Regions from separate parts of the Mus musculus genome. Here region 1 is linked to region 2. The links are chromatin contacts, called in public promoter capture Hi-C maps. All regions are on one chromosome and are shown on one strand. Each heading gives the region's core, a stretch centred on a gene start, on an enhancer-like site or on the middle of the called end of the contact. The rest is flanking DNA. Distances are from core to core; before and after follow the strand shown. Region 1 holds the start of Ngf (nerve growth factor). Region 2 holds the start of Slc22a15 (solute carrier family 22 (organic anion/cation transporter), member 15).

Region 1 (4,303 bases), core at 1,788-4,287, 550 kb before region 2:
AAACCACCATCGGAAGATTGCTCAAAATACAGGAGAAAGTAACCAAGAGGCCATCTCCACTTTGCTATTTGATTCTCCCTCCATCACACTCCAAGGCCTGTAGGTCTACAGAATTCCTCAAACATGGTATAGAATCCACAGAAGAAACATAACTCCAAGAAAACATAACCCCAAGCAGCACTTTCTGTGGAGGGGGTCTCACTTTTCCAGTCCTGTCTAAACTTTGTGACTGAAGGTCTCTTCCCTTTAGCTCAGATAGGAGCATCTCCATGATATGCATAGCTGCTGGAAAGCCAGTGATCCCAGAGCCTCAGTTTCCCTATTTCGTATACTGGCCTCAGGGTCACTTTAGTCTCACTATTTAGAATCAGGACTCATAGCCATAGCCTCACTGACAAGATGCAAACATCCCAGGAAAGGGTTAGGAAGGGTCTTTCTTTCCTCTTTATTTATCTGGCTGACGTCACTATGACATGACACTAATTCCCTCAGAGTTAATCTTAGAACTAGCTAACCGTGAGAGCAACAGTACACAAGGTCAGGCGTGCCAGTCAAATGGAGAAAAGGGACACTCTCTGTAAACACAGGTCCTTTGCCCCTCAGACAACCAGAGATTTTGTATACATCCTCAGCAAAACCTACTTCATCACACTGGAAGGCCTGCTAAGATACTGAGGTGCTTGGCAGTTCTTATTTGGAGAAGGCAAATGGCCAGGTCCCTGGCTCAGCCTGTTACTGCTGTGTGGGGTCTAGGCACCGCTTCGTTGCATGCCTGGGCTCTGTTTTTTTGCAGTTCTGAGGCCCTGTGCTCCACAAGTGAGCAGCTGTCATGCTTAGCACTTGGTTAGAAGTATGTGATTTTCTCATCAGCTCAATCTCAGTAGCGATGAGAAACTTCCCTGGGGCTCCAGCCCTGCCCTGCCCTGCCCTGGTCTCCATGCTGATGTTGGCAGCTGGGGCCCCCTTTCTGGTCCCAGCACAGAATTCTCCCTGGAGGAGAATGGAGTGTGGTGCCTCATCCTTTCCTCCCACTGCCCTCAGGAGGCGGGGGCTGTAAGGTGGGTGAGAGGAGAATGTGAGAGCCCGTTCTTTGCTAAAGATTAAAAGGAAAGAACTGAGAGCCACCAGCATGAGGATGACTGTCCTGAACAAACTCAGCTCTGCAAACTTTTTGATATGCAGGTGGCTATCCAGGCATGACAGTGAGTTTGGCTGACTATTAAACCTTCTGAGTCACTGTGATAGTCTGTCAAATCATGTGTCCCACACCACAGAGACCCTGACCTCTGACACCTGGGACCCTTAACATTTTCTTGGGATGAGGGAAAGTGCAGAGATGTGTCATTAACCCCATCCTCTTTCAAGGACCCAGCACAAGGGACAGTCAAGTCTTCTGCATGTCATTACCAGCCATGCTGGCCTCATCCCCCAGACCACATTCTCCTCCAGCTGCGTGTCCCCTGTGAACCTCTGGGAATACCATCTATGATGAGTTAGTAATTCAGGTTGCCAGGCTGACACATGGCTTACTCAGCAGACGAAAACCGAATGTGGCCCGTGACTCTGGAGAGAGGGGAAGTTTCATTTGGTAGAGAACTGTTACACTGGCCAAGCAGGGTGGTAAGGGCGACTGCACTGCCCTCTGAACTGCTGGGAGAGGGGCAGGCAGCCCTTTTCATCAGTTATAACTGAGTTTCAGGAGTTCGAGACCCTGAGGAGACGTTATGGATGGGACCTCTGTGGCTAGTTCTGAGTTTGCAAAGTTCAGCTGGCCATGCCTATGGGGAGAGTAGACTGGTACTGCCAGAGAGGACTCTGGGAGGATGGGGGCAATACATCAAATGGCTTTTCTCCAGGGTTTCCATTGGCCTCCCATGATAGATGGGGGCAGAGGCACCCAGGAGAGCAGTATTTTTGGTCTGCAGCTGGGAACGTGCACTGAGTTTTCCTTAATACCCACAGCACCCAAAAGACTTCGTAGTAATACACTTTAACGCACGAAAGACCCATAAATTATCCTTCAAACTGCACAATTTCCAGTCTGGAACAACTTGGAAAAACCAGCCTAACAAGCAGGCTCTTCTTGACTCTCTGAAGTAAACCTGATGAGAAAGGTCAAGCCAAAAATCACCTTCCTTATGAATCTCAGAAAGTTTTAGGAAAGCAAGAGCATTGTAATCAAACGGTGCTAAAGACGCCTTATGTTTACATTGGATTCAAGTTTCAACACCCTGACCCCAGAATCCTCTCTCCCTCCCCTGCAGCTTCTCTGCCTGAACCCAAGAGCGACCGCTGCCCTTCCCAATCCCGGGTGCCAGCCTCTGCCACACCTGGCAGCAGACAGCTGAATGTACTGGGTGACCCAAGCAGTAAGGCTATGCCTTGGGATGCCCAGCAGGCCCCACCGAGGACCCTGGTGCTCGGCACTTGGAACCCAAGCTTCCAGAATCAACCCTTGGTACCCACAATATTACACTCTGAACCCTGCTACAAACACCGAGTCTAGATCACCCTGGCTGACAGTCCTCTTACCTAGGAGCAGAGAGGCGCTCTTGGGTCTGTGAGCACTGCCCAGTCGGCGTGCTGTGCACTCGCCCTCTACCGCGCGCGGGCTACTGTTCCGCCACCCCAGCGCGCTCGCAGCGCGCGCATCCCTCACTCCAGGCTCTCTTGAGCGCTGTCCCCTTCTAGCCTGAGAGCTCAGGCTGGGCAATGCAGCTTCTGCAGGCGCCAGTGTTGACTTTGGTACTTCTGGTCATCCAGGAACAGGGAATTTCACGACCAGGGAGACCCTCACTCCCTTCGCTTCCCTTGCGTGCCCACGATCTCGTGTTCCTACATCTACTCGGGACAGTTCTTTCAAGGGTGCGCTTCAGCCCACAAAGATCTAGCTAGACAGGGATCCAAGCACACCGTCCCAGGGAGCCCGGCAACCCCAGTCCGCCGCACCGCGTTGCACCCGTATCGGGGCTCGGCTCAGAGAAGCCTGACTCACCGATGCGCTCCCCTCCGGCTCCAGGCGCTCTCTGCCGTGCTGGAGCACAGAGCTTCTTTAACAGGCTTCCTGACTGTATTTAGCCCCTCCTCCAGGCTCGTCACACCCTCTCCAAATCCTGCCCCCCACTCACCCGACCCCTCCCTCTCTGGCCAACTCCAATCCCAGCCCGCACCTGCTGTGACTAGACCCAGGGGTCCGGGTTGTAAGGGTCCTGGGGACAAGGGATGGATAGCTCCCGAGTTGATGGGACATAGCCAGGAAAAGCCAGTCAGGGAAGAATTCAAAACCCCTGGTTTAGATGAAAATGCATGGTGGGGGGAGGTCACAGATGCAGAGAGAGATTTTCTAGGGCACCAGGCAAGGTAGCTGGCTCCAAACACCAATGGGCAGACAGGCTGAGCAGGGCTGAGTTGATTGGCTGAGTTGGAGTCCCTTTACCTCTTCCCCTGGCTCACTGCCTTGCTAGCCTCCTGGGGTGACTTAGTCTTCTTTGGTGGCCAGGATATCAGGTGTTGCTATCTCTGCAAATCTGAGAGCTGAAGGAACACTGAGAACACCCACAACACCGGAAACTCCTGGATTGGCCAGTGCCAGGGGTTGCTCTGAAACCAGGCAGAAGCAGAATTAACTAGAATGTCAAGACAGAGGTATATCTGCCTGAGGTCAAAGGAAGAGGACCTTAGGTGTTCAGATTACCCCAACTCCCACTCCCACTGCCAGCCTTAGCACTGGCATTGCAGGGGCCTCCCAGGAGAGCTGGTCCCTTGGAAACTGTAGATGGAACTGTGTCTGTATGTGCTCCCTGCGTGTTTCTAGATCTGGGGTCCTAGGGCTTCTGTCGGTTTTTAGGAGTCAGTAAACACAGACCCAGGAGAAAGCCAGGCCTTCTGCACCACCCCAGGGCTCACCTCAATTCTCTCTCACCTCTTTTGTCTACTTACTTATGGTGGGGGGTCCTCAGTTGGCCCTCCAGAATGTCTTGGATCTGATAGATTCAGGAGCTGATGGGGTCTTCCCCGTTTGACCTCCCCTTCCTCTATGGTGTTTACACCTCAGCTTCAAGGGAGAAATATGCCCTAAGTCAGCTTTTTCACCAAATGTGCACTAACAATTGTAATAAAATTCTATGGATTTTGGAAATGAACACACACACACACACACTTGTGTGAAATGACTTACTTCCTTCGGAAAGACATGTTCTATGCCCCACCCCCACCTTCATGAATGCCACAGGAAGGAATGGATGCAGGAAAGTGAGTGACAGAGGGAAGGTAAGGTACGAAGGTGACACCTTAGTCTAGGCAA
Region 2 (3,946 bases), core at 258-2,757:
AAAGCTGAGTGACCCCTCTCCTCCCTGCCCCTCCCTCTTCTCACAGAGAGCACTGCCTGCCAAGAAAGCTAGACCATATGGTTAAAGGGAAGTCTTGCTGCTTTATCTTTGTAGTCCTGGCTGCCAGGGATCTCATTCTGTAGCTGAGCCCAGCCTCTGCTTCCCCAGGGCTGGAATCAAAGGTCTGTGCTGCCTCTATGGCTGCTGCCACCACCACTGGCTTAAGCACTTCCAATTCATCTTTTGTGGCCACCACACTGGCTGCTTCCAACCCTGCCATAGTCAACATTGTATCATTTTATTACAATAATTAGGTAGATGACCACTAAAGGGCAGTTATAAACAGCAGACATAATTAATGGGAAATTGTGGAAGCACAACAAGAATGCTTGCAAGACAAGGGGACCTCCTGGTCATCCATTATACTCTGTATTATATTCAGGGGATGGTTCGTTTTAACGATCAAAACCTAGCCTCGGCTGGGAAGGAAGTTCCCATTCACTCAGTGAGGAGCAGTCTAGAGTAGGTTGGCCCTGGACATGCTTCTGAGGGAATTTGTTTAAAAACTGGGTTGTTAGAAAGCCCCCCCCCCCCATATGTGTGAGGCCATTTCATAGGTTGGGCCCTAGTCTGAACGAATGAGTGAGGGAACTAGCTGATCACTGGTGAGCGCATCCATCACATCACTGCCCTCTGTTCTTGTCTGTGGATGCCATGTTACTAGCTGCTTAAGTTCCTGGTGCCTCGACTTCCCAGCAATGATGGGCTCTGAGAGAAACTGTGAGCCAAATAAACTCCACCCCCCCCCCCGCCCCCAAGTTTCTTCTGTCATGCTATTATCACACCAACAGAAAGCAAAGGTAAACTTAGCGATAGTTTAGATTAGTAGTTCTCAACCTTCCTAATGCAGTGACTCTCTAACACAGTTCCTCGTGTTGTGGTGACCCCCTAACCATAAAAATAATTTTTTGTTATTGCATAACTGTAATCTTGCTACTGTTATGAATTGTAATGTAAATATCTGATATCTGACCCTTGTGAAAGGGTCTTTGGTCCTGACCCACATGTTGAGATATGCTGGTTTAGATACTTGCAATAGTTTAAAAACAAAACAGGATTAGGTGTGGGGCCACTAGTAATCTGTCCCCACACTTCTTCAGCCCTGTGCCAAACTCCATTGACAGACCTTGGCAACCATGACCCCCTGCCCTTGTCCCTTGTCCCTTGTCCGTGGGCCTAGTGGGCACTACTAAGTGGATGTCTCGAGGCGCGGAGCTTACATCTGACCCTGTGTACCTAAAGCAAGACAAAGGAGGAAGGGGACAGATGCCTCCCGGCCCTCTTCTCGGAAGGCTCTAGAGCTCTGAGCGCCCCCGCATTCCACCGCTTTGTGCGAAGGGGCGAACCCCGCGGGACACGGCGTGGAGCTGCCGGCCCCTCCCGTGAGTCGCCCTGGCCGCCCGCGCCGCACCCACTTCCTCTTTCCCTTCCGCGCGCCAGCCAACCGCTCGCCAAAAATTCCTGTCACTTCTGACAGGAAGCGGGGAGGCCGCGCCGGGGCGACCAGCATCGCATCTCCGCCGCGACCCCGGACCCGGTCGTCTGCAGGGTCCCGCCTGCGCCTGGGCCCCAGCCCCGCCCGGTTCTCCACCCCCGGCTCGGCCCAGTCCTCTGTCCCCGCCTCGGCCGCGGTCCGCCCGGTCCTCCTTCCCGGTCCCTGCCGCTCGGCCCTCCGTCCCCGCCCGGCTCAGTCCTCGGTCGCTCCGTCGCCCGATCTTCAGCCACCGCGCAGCCAGGTCCTCCGTCGCGGTGGCGGCCGGGTCCTCGGGCGCGAGCCCGCCATGGAGGTGGAGGAGGCGTTCCAGGCGGTGGGCGAGATGGGCCTCTATCAGATGTACTTGTGCTTCCTGCTGGCTGTGCTGCTGCAGGTGAGTCCCCGGCTCCCCGCGGCCCCCGGGGCGCTCTCAGCTCAGGCTGGCCCCAGGTGTGGCGCGAGAGCGCAGGGAGGGAGGGGGCGGGCGGGCGCCGCGCGGTGGCGGGCCAGCCACTGAGCTCTCCCAGGCTGTCACCCAGAGCCTGGCACTGACACTTCGCCACCAGAGCTAGTTGAAAGATGAAACCCATTACCCGGGATCAAAAGGATTCGGCACCCTAACCCCTTACAGAGTGAGACAGAGAAAGCATGGACAACCTGCCCACAAAAGATCAGGTCTAGCTAGTATGGCCTCCTTCAGCCCTCTCTGAGATTGAGGGAGGCTTCCTATTAAAGGGGCTTTCCATCCACGGGAATTTATTTCTCTCTAGTTAAAGTTCTACTGGGTTATTAAGCTCCGAGGCCAGCTTTGGTCTAGGGAAATGATACCATCCACACAGTGTGGTTCATTGTATTGAATTCTCAGAAACCAGCTGCACACCTCAACCTAAAACTCTTGATTTTAGGAGTCCTTGGGCTCTTTAAGAGGTTCATTCTTGTAGTCCTAGCACTATGGAAACTGAGGCAGGAGAAGGATGGCTCTTCTTCTAGGCAAATTCAAAGCCAGCCTGAGCAGCTCAGATTGTCCCTAGGAAGCAGGTCAGTCAGTGGTAAAGCCCTAGATGTGCAAGGCTCTGGGTTTGATCCCTACCACCAGGGCCAGAAAATGAAGCTAGCTCCCTGTCCCGGAGGCTTGCAATCCTGGGATGAAGTGGTCTGTGACACTGACACTGTGAGGCTGACAGCTGAGCTAAGTAAGTTAAGGTATTATTGCAAGGGAAGTACTGGCTGGCCGCGGTTATAACCAGAGCCCACAAGTTGCTTCAACGTTGTGTTGATGCTGCAGCAGGAAGAGAGGCAGTAAGGTAAAACTTAATCTACTGATTCTCTTTCCCCATTAAAATCTTCAGTTGACTTCAGCACCAGGCAGAACATCGGTTCAAGTGGTGATACTTGGAAGCCTTTCTCTTAGCAGAGTAAGAATTAGTATAGAGAAATAGAACTGCAACTGCAATGTCTGGTCTTCATGTATAATGGTTTCTTTGACAATATTCCATCTAACCAGGAGTTCCAAGTATATATCCCCTCTCCTGGCAATCCTTTTGGCCACTTCTCTGCTCCACTTCTTGTGTTAGCATCTTATTTGCCTAGCCAGGTGGTTGCCAACTTAGAATCAAATCTTGAGTGTGGCACTGAGAAGGCCAGTATTCTGGGTCAGGACCTGTTAACTTTCCTGGGCTTTTATCACCTCGTTGCCAGCTGGAGATGCAGGGCCTTGCGCTTTTTATACGAGAGCTTTACTGCTGACCTACACCTTCTTCCCCTCCCTCCCATGCTTTTATTAATGGCTGACCTAGTTCATTGTAGTTTGTTAAGGAAGAGTTCCAAGCCCATGATCTTTTTGCTCAGCAACTGTTGGTTGATTTATGGTCACCATTTGCCAAGTTTTCAAGTGTTATTGGCAATGGATGGTTGTTTATCTTGTAGGTGTGGGCTGTATGGGTTGCCGTGTCCCTGCCTCCACCTGAGTTCCACGGGAAGACGACTTTATAATTCGATGTGTCTGAAAGGATAGCTGATTCTTCTGAAGTCCCTGCTGTGGAGAAGTGATGAGGGTCACACCGTAGCGTTATTGAAGACCTTACTGTACTATAGTCTAAGTCCAGCCCATTGCAATAGAAGAGTTCAGCCATGGAGAGAACCTGCCGTTCTCACTGCCTGCATCCGCAGTGAAAAAGATGCCTCTGATCACAGGCTTAAACACGTGCAAGAAGTCAGAGCAGATGAAGGAAGACCCAGATGAAGGAGCAGTTGCAGGCCCAGCTGCTGTACTGCTTGACCAATACTTGACAGGGGACATGGAACACCGAAGCACCCACCCCAACATTTTGAGCACAAAACCAAAAAGAGCTGCCTTTCACATTCACACCCCCTCCCTAGATCTTGCTTACAAATATTTTTGTAGGTCATCTT

The links. Promoter capture Hi-C pulls out the DNA fragments that hold promoters and counts their contacts.
Region 1: a promoter capture Hi-C map of embryonic stem cells shows a contact between it and region 2, with 4 times the contacts expected there. The contact joins the promoter of Ngf here to the promoter of Slc22a15 in region 2. A contact is called at or near these places in 2 of 39 promoter capture datasets (both in embryonic stem cells) and 1 of 115 datasets of contacts at active chromatin or transcription factors (pancreatic cancer cells).

What each region holds. Positions count from the first base shown.
Region 1 is chr3:102,468,653-102,472,955 of GRCm38.p6, reverse strand. Ngf (nerve growth factor) reads right to left here and starts at 3,037. Exons shown (of 3, transcript NM_001112698.2): 1 at 2,996-3,037.
Region 2 is chr3:101,922,014-101,925,959 of GRCm38.p6, reverse strand. Slc22a15 (solute carrier family 22 (organic anion/cation transporter), member 15) reads left to right here and starts at 1,507. Exons shown (of 12, transcript NM_001039371.2): 1 at 1,507-1,928. The coding sequence starts at 1,842.